Regions from separate parts of the Mus musculus genome. Here regions 2 and 3 are each linked to region 1. Evidence: chromatin contacts called from public HiChIP or PLAC-seq data. All regions are on one chromosome and are shown on one strand. The core of a region is the stretch at or near the end of the contact, and the rest is flanking DNA. Distances in the headings are between cores, read along the strand shown. Region 1 has its middle 7.2 kb from the start of Gm14487. Region 2 holds the start of Tor1a (torsin family 1, member A (torsin A)). Region 3 has its middle 22 kb from the start of Ptges.

The links. HiChIP or PLAC-seq counts read pairs in DNA pulled down with a chosen protein or histone mark.
Region 2: a FOXA1 HiChIP or PLAC-seq map of pancreatic cancer cells shows a contact between it and region 1. The contact joins the promoter of Tor1a here to the enhancer-like site in region 1. A contact is called at or near these places in 2 of 39 promoter capture datasets (hippocampal neurons and second pharyngeal arch cranial neural crest), 4 of 115 datasets of contacts at active chromatin or transcription factors (cardiomyocytes, embryonic forebrain, large pre-B cells and 1 more) and 1 of 9 other capture datasets (adipose tissue).
Region 3: a FOXA1 HiChIP or PLAC-seq map of pancreatic cancer cells shows a contact between it and region 1. The contact joins two enhancer-like sites. A contact is called at or near these places in 5 of 39 promoter capture datasets (the HPC-7 cell line, HPC-7-derived erythroid cells, maxillary cranial neural crest and 2 more) and 1 of 115 datasets of contacts at active chromatin or transcription factors (pancreatic cancer cells).

Annotation. Positions count from the first base shown.
Region 1 is chr2:30,525,345-30,529,740 of GRCm38.p6, forward strand. No RefSeq gene overlaps it. Among named protein-coding and RNA genes, the nearest start is that of Gm14487, 7.2 kb to the right of the region's middle. Within about 2 kb of position 2,312, at least 28 of the 459 cell types and tissues checked have an H3K27ac peak or open chromatin away from gene starts, as enhancers often do. A contact at or near this core is called in pancreatic cancer cells, where this site is marked.
Region 2 is chr2:30,965,756-30,970,151 of GRCm38.p6, forward strand. Tor1a (torsin family 1, member A (torsin A)) reads right to left here and starts at 2,163. Exons shown (of 5, transcript NM_144884.2): 1 at 1,919-2,163; 2 at 1,335-1,600. The coding sequence starts at 2,099.
Region 3 is chr2:30,923,403-30,927,798 of GRCm38.p6, forward strand. It overlaps a transcript of Ptges not described here and the pseudogene Gm13400. Among named protein-coding and RNA genes, the nearest start is that of Ptges, 22 kb to the left of the region's middle. Within about 2 kb of position 2,004, at least 26 of the 459 cell types and tissues checked have an H3K27ac peak or open chromatin away from gene starts, as enhancers often do. A contact at or near this core is called in pancreatic cancer cells, where this site is marked.

The DNA of each region.
Region 1 (4,396 bases), core at 1,062-3,561:
TAGGCGAGGTAAACAGCACCGCCAAAATTGGGGGGGGTGCTGCGGGAGGGGGTAACCGATGCGACTTGACATTTACTCAGAGGGGGGGGGGAGGGAGGAGGTGAGTCACACACTGGAGGAGCCTCAGCCCACAGGTTCTGCAGAAGGAGCACCGTGAGGGAGGCAGGGAGGCGGCAGGAGGGAGCCAGCAAGCCTCTGATCAGGTTTAGCAGACCCCAGGGAGTCCTGGGGGCTCTCCACATCAGGGGGGAGTCACTGGGTTTTTAATGGCTGTGTGCATAACTTTGGAGGTGGGAGTCCTCAATGAGGGTGGGACAGAGCTGTTGGCATTCAATGTGGGACTGAGACTCTCTCTCCCCCTTCCTCTCTCCCCCTTTCTCTCTCCCCCCTTTCTCTCTCTCTCTCCCCCTCCCTCCTTCCCTCCCTCCCTCTAATTTTTCATCGCAGGCACCTTGCACACAGGAAGTGGAGCAGTAAGGGAGGCAGGCAGGAGGAATGGAGTTCTTGGTGCTCCCAGCTCTCCCTTCCTCCTGTTCCTGAATGACTTGGTTTCTCTCCCAGCCCAGTGCTGCCTGCATCAATGTCTGCAGTAGACATGGTGACAACCAGGGACCTTCAGATAAGGGAGAAGGCCTGGCTCGATGAAAACCCCACCCCTTGTTACTCTTAACTTGGGTCACCTGCCACAGACAGGGAGGTCCTCTCCATCCACCGAGTCTGCAGGTGGCTCAGTCCCAAGGGCACTAACTGCCTACCTAGCCTGGCTCTCTTCATGGCCTTTGTCCCTTCCTCCCAGTGGAGCTGTATCTTATCCCCTTCCTGATACATACGAGTTGGCTGTCCTGACTCCTCTGGGGAGTCTCTCTGCCTCTGGGTACCAGTGGCCAGGATTTTTTTTTTTTTGTTTCAGTTTCCACAATCCAACACCAAATGCATCCTCCCCCAAACTTTCATCTGGATTCATACTCTCTGAGCTACCACACTGGGAGCTTGTGACAACCAAGCCTGGCCTTTTAGGGCTCCCCAGGAGTCCACAGTGAGTGTGCCTGGCTGTACCCTTCAGAGGCTCACATCCCAACCTTGCTGTCCTCCAGTGACCCCTGTTGACACCAGGCTGCTGTCATGGTGTTCAGGCTGGAGCTTCTGCCCCCGGCTCTAGCCAGGGGCTTTCTTAGTAGTGACCATCCAGTTGGAAGGGCTGTTCTTTCCATGGCTCCAGGCCTCTGGGTTCTGTGATGTCTGCTTGCCCTGGAGCTGCTGTGGCTACTGTCTGTTCACAGGATTGTGGCCTGCTTACCCATGATGCTCGGGGCAGCCTCTGTGTGGCAGACTGAGGTCTGGATTATTTTCATTTCTCTTCAACCTGTGGCTTGTTGGCATCCATCAGTTCTAGAGACTCATTGGCTGGCTAAGCTACCATCTCAGTCTATGTGGTTTGGGGATAGAGCCCAGGATCTCATACATGGTAGGCAAGGGCTCTATCCACAAGTCATACCCACAGCCCATAGAATCACCTCCCCCCCCTCCCCCGGTTTATCGAGACAGGACTTCTTTGTGTAGCTCTGGCTGTCCTGAAACTAGCACTGTAGACCAGGCTGGCCTCGAACTCACAGAGATCTGCCTGCCTCTGCCTTCCGAGTGCTGGGATTACAGGTGTGCACCACTACCATGAGGCAAGAATCATCTTTAAACATTGTTTCTGTCTACTTCCCTTCTCTCTGAGATTCAATTAAACCCTATCTTTTTTTAGTCTGTTTTTTCCCCCAATCTCTCCATTTTATGCTTCTCTGAAATGCATTTTGGATGTTTTGTCTTAGATGTTTATTTTAGAGGTTTATTTTATGTGTATGAGTGTTTTATCTGAATGTATGTATATGTGTCTACCGTGTGTGTGCCTGGTGCTCTCAGAGATCGGAGGAGGCTGGAATTACAGATGATTGTGAGCTGCCGGGTCGGTGCTGGGAACCTAACCTGAGTCTTCCGCAAGAGCAGCAAGTGCTGAAGAGCTGAGCCATCTCTTCAGCTCATAAACACTTGAAGCATTTTCACATGCCTCGGGTACATGGGGAGGTCAAAGGACAGCTGGCAATCAGTTCTCTCCTTCACCACGTGGGTTTCATGGATCAAACTCAGGCGTCCGTGCTTGGTGGCAAGCCATATTGCTGGACCTGGATATTTCCTTCTGACCTATCTTCTTTTAATCTAATTCTTTCTTTGGCTGAATTGAATCCATTCTCCCACCATCCCTAGATTGTCTTTTCATCCCTTGTTTTAATTGCTTATTACTCAGAGAGGAGATGGAGGGAGGAGGAGGATGTGAGTCACAGGGAGCACGACCCACGATGCCACAGGAAGGAGCTCCATTGATGTGGCTGAGCCCATGGTCCCCAAAGCTTTCGTTCTCCAATTTCAAAGACTGCAGGGAGCCCTAGGGGCTCTTAACTCCTGAAAGGAGGAGGTCTCTGAGTTCTTAAGTGGCCATGTTGTGTAGCTCTGGATGTGGGGTCCCTAAAGGCAGATGGAACACAAGCGAGTGAACAATCCACAAAGAACTGATATCGCAAACTTGCAGCTCTTTGGTTTAATGGCAAGACACCAAAATTCAGATGTGTACAGCACCATCAGCAATGAGTCAGAAATAAAATCTCAGGGCTTTAGTTTATTTACGTACTGGCTTATCATATCGCTGGAGAGCAAATGCAACTACCTGTATGTGCTAGGCTGCTGCTCTACCACTGAGCCACATCCTTGACCTCTGCATCTCCTCGCAGTCATTGTCACAGTCATTGTCACAATCACGTCCAGCACTTCTGGTCTTATTTATCTTTTAATTTTGTGTCTTTATTTGCTTTTATTGTATGACTGTTTTGACTTGCATGTCTGCCTGTCTGTCTGTTCACTGTGTGTGTGTGTGCCTGGTCCCTGTGGACAGAAGAGTGTGTTAGATCCCCTAGGACTGGAGGTACAGAAGGTTGTGAGCCACTGTGAGGGGCCTAGGAACTGATTCTGGGTCCTTTGCAGGAGCACTGACTAGTGCTCATCAGCACCAAACATCTCTCCAGGACACCTCTACTCTGTTCTTTTATGAACTTGCTATATTGTCTTATAGCATTTTTAAAATTAATATATACACACTCTGAGGCAGGAACTTGTTATGTAGCTCAGGCTGGCCCTGAACTCACAATCTTTCTGCCGCAGACTCTTGAGTCACCACACCTGGCTGTTTCTTGTTGCTTTGTGTTCACAGGTGATCGTACAAACTTGCCTTTTATTGGATTTATTTCTTTGAAAACCTTTGGCCAGGTGCAGTAGCTCATACCTGTTGTCCCTGTGCTGGGAAGGCTGTGCTAGGAAGATTGCTGTGTGTTCAAGGCCGGTTTAGGTCGATATCATTATGGAGTGACATCCTGCCTCAAAAACAAAACAAAAAGTAGAGGAGGCTTATCAGGGGGTCTGATGACAGTAGTTCAATCCCTGGGACCCACACAGTGAAAGAGAGAGCTGACTCTCACAGCAAGTGGACCTCTGACCTCTATGTGCATGCCTTGGTACACACACACACTCACACACACATATATACACACAATACACTCACACACACTCACATATACATATATACACATATACACATTCACACATACATATACACACATGCACTCACACATACACTCACACACACATACATACACTCACATTCTCCCCTCACACACATACATACATGCACACACATTCTCCCACACATACACATACTCACACAAACACACACATACACACATTTTCTCACACACACACTCATACTCAGTCGCACACTCTCTCTCTCTCTCTCTCTCTCTCTCTCTCTCTCTCTCTCTCTCTCTCTCCCACACACACATCAATGTTTTAAAAGGGTGTGTCAAGATGGCTCACTGGGCACACTAGTTACTTTTCTGTGCCTGTGATACAACAGGCAAGCACAAGCCGCTTCTAGATGAGAGAGACTATTCTGGCTCACAGTTCCACAGGAGCTCTGTGATGGTGAGGAAGGCGGTAGGAGCAGGAGCTGAGGGGTCACATCGTTATCCAGAGAGGAAACTGGACGTGGTGTGAGACTCTAGACTCTCATCCCCTCCTCCTCCAGGAAGGTACACCTCAAACTATGGACCAAGAGTTCAAATATCCAAGCATGTGGGAGACATTTTTATTTGTAGTGGAGGTGTTTGTTTTTTGAGATATGGTCTCACCCTGTCGACCAGGCAGGTCTTGAACTCACAGAGATCCTCCTGCCTCTGCCCTCTGCGTGCTGGGAGTAAAGGTGTGCACCCCTATGCTCTGCTCAGTTTTCTTGTACACCCCTGTTGGTGTGTGTGTGTGTGTGTGTGTTTTAAGTCTTTATATATGCTCTGGATCTTTCAAACTT
Region 2 (4,396 bases), core at 913-3,412, 440 kb after region 1:
AGTCACAGCATTAGGAAGGTTGAGAAACTGCCTTAGAGGAACCTACAGTGACCTGAATCATGTGGCAACTCATGGTTCCATACAACTCACTCAGTCGTTAGAACTCCACAGAGAAGGTCTGCCCAGTCTCCTGCCCCAGACTGTGAGCAAGCGCCCACTGCTGCGAGACACCGTTCCAAGCTCTGTTAACTCAACATTTTTTGTTTTGTTTGTTTTGTTTTTCAAGACAGGGTTTCTCTGTGTAGCCCTGGCTGTCCTAGAACTCATGCTGTAGGCCAGGCTGGCCTCGAACTCAGAAATCTGCCTGCCTCTGCCTCCCAAGTGCTGGGATTAAAGGCGTGCGCCACCATGCCTGGCTATGACAACATTTTTGAATCTTCTCCCCAAAGCCATTGAGGAAATGATACTGAGCCCCTATTTTCTCCTCTTCCTCCACCTGACATCCTCTCCATTTCTGTTTTCAAACAGAAGCTTACTATGTAGCCCAGACTAACCTCAAAGGTGTGATCCTCCTGCCTCAGCCTGCTGGGAATACAGGTGTGTAGGAAAACACCCGCTGACCTCAGGCACCAAGATTAAACAACCTGCACAAAGCCACAGTTATGGCCACACAATGCTCAACAGAAAGGGGGTGCACTAACAGACTCGAGGTTGAAGCACCATTCTAAGATAAAGAATGTCCCTGCTCAAGTTAAGTGACAGCCCCTACTGCACAGCTGTAGGGAGGGAGGGACCGAACCTGAATTCAGGTGTGAGCCTGTTATCAGAATTAAACTCCAATAGCAGGTTGCAACAGCTGGGTCAAAGCAAACTTGGCCTCTAGGTTTCCTTTTCACAACAGGGGGCGGGGGGAGGCGACTCCTAAAGACCCTGGAGTTGTTATGTCCCCACTTCCCAGCCAAGTTGTCACCTTACCGAGTCACTTTATGAGTGTCACAGAGGCCACTCATAAAACTTTGGTGGTCTAACTGCTCTATGTATCTCAAACCCTTTGTAACTTACATATCTATCCCCCAGTGCACCCTCGCCACAGCGGGAGTTGTGGGAGTTGGGGTGGAGAGACATAATACAGAACTTCCCACATTCTGGGCAAGTGCTCTATGCCGAGCTACCCCCAGCTCTTGACAGTCCCCTTTAAAACACGGTAGCCTAGCTTCAGCTGTCATTCCTCCAAGGGATATGACCACTTCTGTGCACACCTTTTAAAGAGGAACTGACATACAGAGAGCCATGTTGTGGCTCACTCACTGACGTGGAATTCCCACATCCCACCCCACAACAGAGAAACCCCAATTCCGGGTCATCCGCGAAGGCGGTCAACTTAATGCTCTTGCCTTATACTGTGTGATGTTAGAGGCGTGGGGGAAGTGTAGCGTGGCCACAAACAGGTGTACATAGTCACTGTTCAGTCCGCCCTCGTAAATATTCTCCGCGATGATCTTGCTGGCGAAGTTTTTGCCGGTGCCCGTCCACCCGTGCAGAGAGAGGGTAAGGGGCTTCTTGGGCTTCGGGTTGCTTAGGAAACCAGACACGGCGTTTAGGATGACTTTTTTTGCAAGATGCTGTCCAAAGAGCTTGTTATCCAGATCTTTCTGCAGCGCTGAGAAAGGAAAGATCACTCTGGTCAGGAGAGAAACAAGCTGGCAAAAGGCAGCCCCATTTCCAGGACGTCAGGGCCCGCGGAGCCTGGTTTGGAGAGCGCTGAGGGACCCTGGTGCTGCGAACTCTGCCCTTCCTCGGGGTTGGCCCCAAAGCCAAGCGGAAGAGGTGCCGTGAGGCCGCCCCGGAGAGCTCCGCGCAGGGCTGACACCCTACCCCGGGCCCCGACCACTCATCTCTCAGGCCTCCGGCCAAAGTCTGGCCTGGCAGCGGCGCCATCCCCCTGCCGCAGCATCCCGGACGCCTGGTGCCCGCCTACCCTCCCGGCTGAGGCTCCGCATCTGGCCGCAGCACTCGGCGAAGAGGCAGTAGAGACGAGGGTAGGAGATATAGGTGGTGAGTACGCCGGCCAGGGCCAGACTCAGGCTGATGGGCTCCACCGCACGAACCACGCACGGCGCCAGCAGCAGCAGGGCCAGAGCGGCCCGGCCAAGCTTCATAACCGGACCCGCGCACCTTGCGCGCCCAGCGCCCGCCCAGCGCCCACCGTACCCCGCGCACCGCCCAGACTCGTATTTCCGGTTCCTGCTGGCGGGGCCGCCCTCTTTGTCCGGGGCAGGCAGTCTACCGACGCTAGTGGCTACCATCTTTGTTAAGGGCAAAGTCCCTTCTGCTTCTGAACCTTGATGTTACAGGAATAATATTGAGATTATAGGAATCAGGTGATGATGACTGCTGCCCTATCCCCATCAAGTAACAGTGTTTTAGAACCATTTTTTTTTAATGATGGGCGGAGAGATGGCTCAGCGGTTAAGAGCACTGACTGCTCTCCCAGAGGTTCTGAGTTCAATTCCCAGTAACCACATGGTAGCTCACAACCATCTGTAATGGGATCTGGTGCCCTCTTCTGGTGTGTCTGAAGACAGCGACAGTGTACTGACATACATGAAATAAATAAGTATTAAAAAAGAAATGACGCAGGCACCTGCGTGCATGTGGTGCTCATAAACTCATGTGGGCTTACACACATGCATAAATTAACATGTAAATGAATAAATTTTTAAAAATGAGAGGATAATATAGTGGGTTCCCACATGACCCCCCCCCAACGTGCGTCCCTATCATTAAATCTGACAGGTGCGGTGGGTGGTGTGCACCCTTAACCCCAACACTCTGTATGAGTTGGGGCCAGTCTACAAAGTTTCAAGCAGGTCAAAGCTGCATATTGGATCTTGTCGTTAAAACAAAACAAAACAAAACAGAACAAAACTGACATTTGAGGGCTGGGTATTGTAGCACACACCTTTAATCCCAGCACTCTGGGAAGTAGAGACAGGTGATTGTCTTGGATATCTGAGTTGGAGGCCACCCTGTCCTATACAAGGAATTCCAGGTGCAGTCAGGGCTACAGTGAGAGTCTGACATCTCAAAAAAAAAAAAAAGAGGGATCTGCATCTCATACTTGTTAAAAACCCATGACCAGTATTTTTTTTTAAAGATTTTATTTATTTATGTATGTGAGTATACTGACTTCAGACACACCAGAAGAGGGCATCAGATTTCCACTACAGATGGTTGTGAGCCACCATGTGGTTGCTGGGAATTGAACTCAGGACCTCTGGAAGAGCAGTCAGTGCTCTTAACCACTGAGCCATCTCTCCAGCCCCATGAGCAATATTATTAAATAAAGCCCATAGTTTCTTACCCAGTTTCTTCCTTAGGGAACTGTAGGAATAATGTTATTGTGCACTGTATAAGGATTATCCTTGTATTATTCACATGCTGATTGCTATGCCCTCATATATGGTTGCTATCCTTATTTTGAGAACTGCCTGTCATCAATGTTGTGTAAACATTGCTTCCTAATTATTCAGATTGGTCAATAAAGGGCTGATCAGCCAGTGACAGAACAGGAGAGAGGGAGGAAGTGGGGATTTAGCCATGAGGTGGGAAGTCCAGAAGACATCATAATCATAAAAAACAGCTGGAGCAGAGAAAGCCATAAAATACAACAAGTATCTCAAGGATTGTGGCTGTGAAGTAGTCAGATTAGCTTAAAGGACTAAAATAAACTAATACTGCTCAGTTGTTGTGCCTTAAACCTGTTAAATAAAATTAAATAGTCCTGTCTCAGTTATCTGGAAGCTAGTCGGCTTAAGAGCAAACTGTAACATTTATAAATTACCACTAACAGGGAACACTTTGAGCTCCCCACAGTGCTGACTCTCAGCTTCTCTTGGGTGCTCTTTAAATGACTTTGAGAGTTTTGAGAAATACTAGACACTTGGGGAAGGGGAGTTCTGAGAATGAAACCCTGGGCCCCATGCATTGTAGGCAAATGCTGCATGGAGCTATGCCTCAGACCTTCTGTTTCTTGTTTGGCTTCATATTAAGCTTTCTTTGGGATGGCAGGGTGGGGGCAGGGTTGGCTGGTGGTCAGGGGATGGTAGCTAGGCTACAGGACCTCTACACTCCTAACCTGTTAGCCATCTCCACAGCCTCCGTTTTAAGCTAAAATCTTCAGAACTACGCCAGGCTGTCTTTCAACATAGTACAGACTGGTTTTGAAACTTGATCTCCCTGCCTCAACCTCCTTAGTTCTGGGACATAGGCCTGGTCTTTTGTTGTTGTCATTCCTGGGGATCAAATCTTGGGCCCTCTGCATGTAGCTGTATCACTGAGCTATCTCCTTATCTGAAAATGTTTGCAGACTGTCCTCCTATTGGAATTTGACATTTTCTCATCATTAACTAGAGTTCAGGAAGGGGTTGCCAATGTAAAGTACTATTTCCATGCC
Region 3 (4,396 bases), core at 754-3,253, 400 kb after region 1:
GGGGTGCCTTCCTGCCTTCCTGCCTTCTTGCCTTCCTGCCTTCCTGCCTTCCTGCCTTCCTGCCTTCCTGCCTTCCTGCCTTCCTTCCTTCCTTCCTTCCTTCCTTCCTTCCTTCCTTCCTTCCTTCCTTCCTTCCTTCCTTCCTTCCTCCCTCCCTCCCTCCCTCCCTCCCTCCCTCTCTCCCTTTCTTTCTTCTTCTTTTCTCTTTCTCTCTCTCATTCTTTCTTCCTTTCTTGGCTTGTTGATTTTTTTTCCTTATTTAGTATTTATTCATAAACTTAACACTGAGCCGGGTGTGGTGGCGCATGCCTTTAATCCCAGCACTCGGGAGGCAGAGGCAGGCGGATTTCTGAGTTTGAGACTAGCCTGGTCTACAAAGTGAGTTCCAGGACAGCCAGGGCTACACAGAGAAACCCTGTCTCGGAAAACAAAGCAAAACAAACAAACAAACACACTTAACTCTGCCAGCCAGCTAGACTTGGAAAATATGGAACCCAGAGAACTTCAGTGAGGGCAGAGTTGCAGGGCACTGTGAGCAGATGGGGTGGGGGCACTCTCCTGAGCTACTGGTGGGCCAGATGCCCGCAAGTCAAAAGAACCAGATCTTCCTGCTGCTCATCCCATTCCTAGACCCCAAATGCTCCGCGTCTTCTATAATGTTCACGTCTCCTTTCACTGTTCCGAAGACCACACGCTTGCCACCCCGCTGTCACTCAGTTTTGGCAGTACAGGTGAGAGCCCGGGAGCTATCTGTGTCTGTGCCAGCATTTGTCATGGACAAGATGCCAGGACCTGAATGCTTTAGTATGATGTTCTCAGTCTCAAAGTTCTCCCTGCAGATGGACCCGCTGCCAGTGCCATTATGATGTGTGACGCCACCACCCTGGCGCATGAATCCCGGAATAATCCTGTGGAAGAAGAAACCCTTATATCCAAATCCTTTCTCTCCAGTACTCGGTGTCTTAAGTACATGGTGGAGTTGATCACGGCTGCAACAAGCAGTGACAGGGGGCAGCAGCGCCTGCCAAATTCAGTTGGTTGATTTTTGAGATAGTTTTACAATGTAGGCTGGTTAACCTAGAATTTGCTATGTGGTCATGCTGTCCTTAAACTTACAGAGATCATCCACCTGCCTCTGCCTCTAGAATGTCAGGATTAAAGGTGTATCAAGCCTGGCTTAATAGCTGGTATTTAAGAAATTCGTTTTAACTGGCATTCATGGTGCCTTTAATCCCAGCACTTGGGAGGCAGAGGCAGGTGGATTTCTGAGTTCGAGGCCAGCCTGGTCTACAGAGTGAGTTCCAGGACAGCCAGGGCTACACAGAGAAACCCTGTCTTGAATATATATATATATGTGTGTGTGTGTGTGTGTGTGTATACATATATACATATACTACAGTGCATATACAGAAGTCAGAAGACAACTGTGGGAATATGTTCTCTCCTTCCACCATGTGGGTCCCAGAGATTGAATATGGTCATGAGCTTGGTGACAATCATCTTGACTCCCAGCACCCTTGCAGGCCTGTCTAGCTGATGTTTATAACTGTCTTCCCTGGGCCCTCAGTAAGGCACTTCAGCTGATGTTGGGCCTCAACCATGTGGGGTGACTACTAAGTGCCCTGGGTAATGACAGAGTAGTCATTTTCTTAATCTACACTTTGTGGCTATCATTACTGCATGTATGATCACGTCACAGCACACGTGCAGAGGCCAGAGGACCACTTTGTGGTTCATTTCTCCTCTTCCTCCTGTGAGTTCTGGGAATTGACTTCAGGCTGGCAAGGCAGGTACTGTTCTGGGCTGAGCCATCTCTCCAGCCTCTGCATGGTCTTTAGTCACAGGATGTAGACATAGCACGAGCTCTGCTAACTGGGGCTCCTGTACCAGATGCCTCCTTCTACTTCATTGAGAAACAGGGTCCACTTTCCTCATCCTGGAGAGACCAGAGTGCTCTGCTGCCCTGATTAGTCACCCCAGCTGGCACCATGACTCCCCTTGTCACCTGCTGACTCAGAAGTGTGTTAGCATCCAGTTCCACTGCCATACATTTCCCCTCTGGAGCTAAGACTTCTCTGGAGTTCAGAAAGAACACACAAGGCCAGCGTTTTGCCAGTAAATAGGTCACTGGGCCACAGAAGTCGGCCCTCCACCCAGGTCTGTCCCTTCACCCCGCACCGGTTGTATGTGTCAGGCTCTCTAGAGGAACAGACCTGCAGAATAATGCATATGACAAAGGGGCTTGATTAGATTGGCTTACATACGGACTGGGTTTTCCAACTGGGACTGAAGAAGCTCCGTCTGCGAGGCTGGTGCTGAAGGCCTGGGGGACTCCTGGCACAGTCCATTTGGGAAGATCGAATAAACGGGGTTCTGGCGTTAGCCAGAGAAAGTAGTGACAGAACACATTCCCTCAGCCACAAGTGTCCTGTGGAAGGAGGGCAGCTTTCCTCCAGACTGTTTATATCAGCGCTGAACTGGAGCAATCCTTCTAGAGCATGCTCCCACAGACCCACACAGAGGTGTGACTGTTGGTCGGACCCGGATCCAGTTGACACCGATGAACCATCACCAGGATGAGCTCTAACTCCTGCCCTGGAGTTAGTGAGCTGCATCTAGTGAGCCTTGTCTCAGCCCTGCTGGTGGGAGTTGCCATTGAGTCTTTAAGGTCATCTCCCTGTTTCAATGACGTCCATGAGCGGGGCCTTCTGGCTGTATGTCTCTTACTGTAAAGTAGCCTGGAACTTGTAGCAATCCTCCTGCCTCAGCTCCCTGAGTGTTGACATTCTTGACTATTTTACTTTTTTTTTTTTTTTTAACGTAAAGTCTGGAAACCTAGCGTGAGTTTCGTGCTCACGTATCTCCACTGGCTTCCTGGACTCACTCTGTTTTGGGTACTCAATGACCACGTCTGACTTGTGATGGCCATCATGGGCAGAGCAGGGCTCTGTAATGACAAACTGAGGCTCCTCAAATGCCCATCAGCAATAACTGTGCCAGCTGGAAGGTGTTTCCGTGTGAAACATTATTTTCCTCTGACTATACTATACATTAAATCGATATTTTTATTTACTTTATGGGGGAGGGGTGAGTGCCACAGCTGGAGTATGGAAGGCAGAGGACAGCTTGCAGGAATCAGTTCTCTCCTTCCAGCATGTGGGTCCCAGGGTCAAACTCAAGCTGTTGGGTTTGAGTTGGCTGAGAAGCAAGAAGGAGCCCATGTCGGATCCAACATCTAGTTCCTATATAGTGTGCCTCTCTGAGCCTCAGCTTCTGTCTATAAAACATGCATGAAAGTAGCTGGCCTCTCACTCTCGTGGGATGTTCCAGGCTCTGCAGGAGTTGTGAGTGTCCTAAGGGTTAGTTATTGTTGCTGTTGCTGTTGGTGTGTGTGTGTGTGTGTGTGTGTACATGTCTGTGCACATGCCTGGTGTGTACATGCACGCAGAGGCCAGGGGCTGAAGTTGAATTTTCCGTGCCTATATCTAGCTGAGTGTGTGCCACATGTGTGGGTGCTTGCTGGGGGTATACAGTCCACTGGAGCTGGAGGTACAGGCGGTCGTGACCCTCCGGCCAAACCCAGGGCCTGTGTAACAGCGGTAAAAGTGCTCTCGCCCATCAGCCACCACTCCAGCTCTTCCACGTTATTGTTTGAGACAAGGACTCTCACTGAGCCTGGAGCTCTCTGATTTGAGGCTGGCTGGCTGGAGCTCCGGGGATCCCCAGGCATCTGTCTGTCTTCCCCTTCTTAGTGCTGGGGTTCCAGCCACGCACCATCACACTGGTTTTACACACGGCCCCTGGGGATCTAATTCGGATCCTCAGGCCTGTGTGGCAAGCCCTTTACTCCACACTCTGCTGTTGCTATTTTAAGAACTGAGATTCAACTAGGCCATGTTCCTTCCTGAGGCTAAGCTCTTACACAGAGGATGAGCTTGTATCCAATCTAGCCAGCCACAGGGGGCCGGAAATGAGTCCCCCAACACTTACCTAGCATCAACAAACACTCAGCAGCCGCTGAGACACTCAGGAAGTTGGCTCATTTGCAAATGTCCCTACATTTCAAATCTTTAGCAGCAAGCCAGAGGAGGGAAATTTGGTGGTGGTGGTGGGGGGAGTTACACAACGCCTCACTCCCCAAGCTGGGTGAGGCTGGTGCCCTTCCCACAGGGTCATCCGGGGAACACACACAGTCAGAACTGATAGAGGCCAAAGGGCTGGGAACACATGTGTGATGCGCGTGATCACCCACAACAGTGCAGTAGTAGGGAAGAAGACAGAGAAGGCTTCAGAGCTCTCCCAAAACCTGGCTAACAGGCAGGCAGCCAAACCATATACTGGACAAGGCCCAGAACTCAGGCCTCTGCCATGTCCCTATGACACATCATTTCTTTTA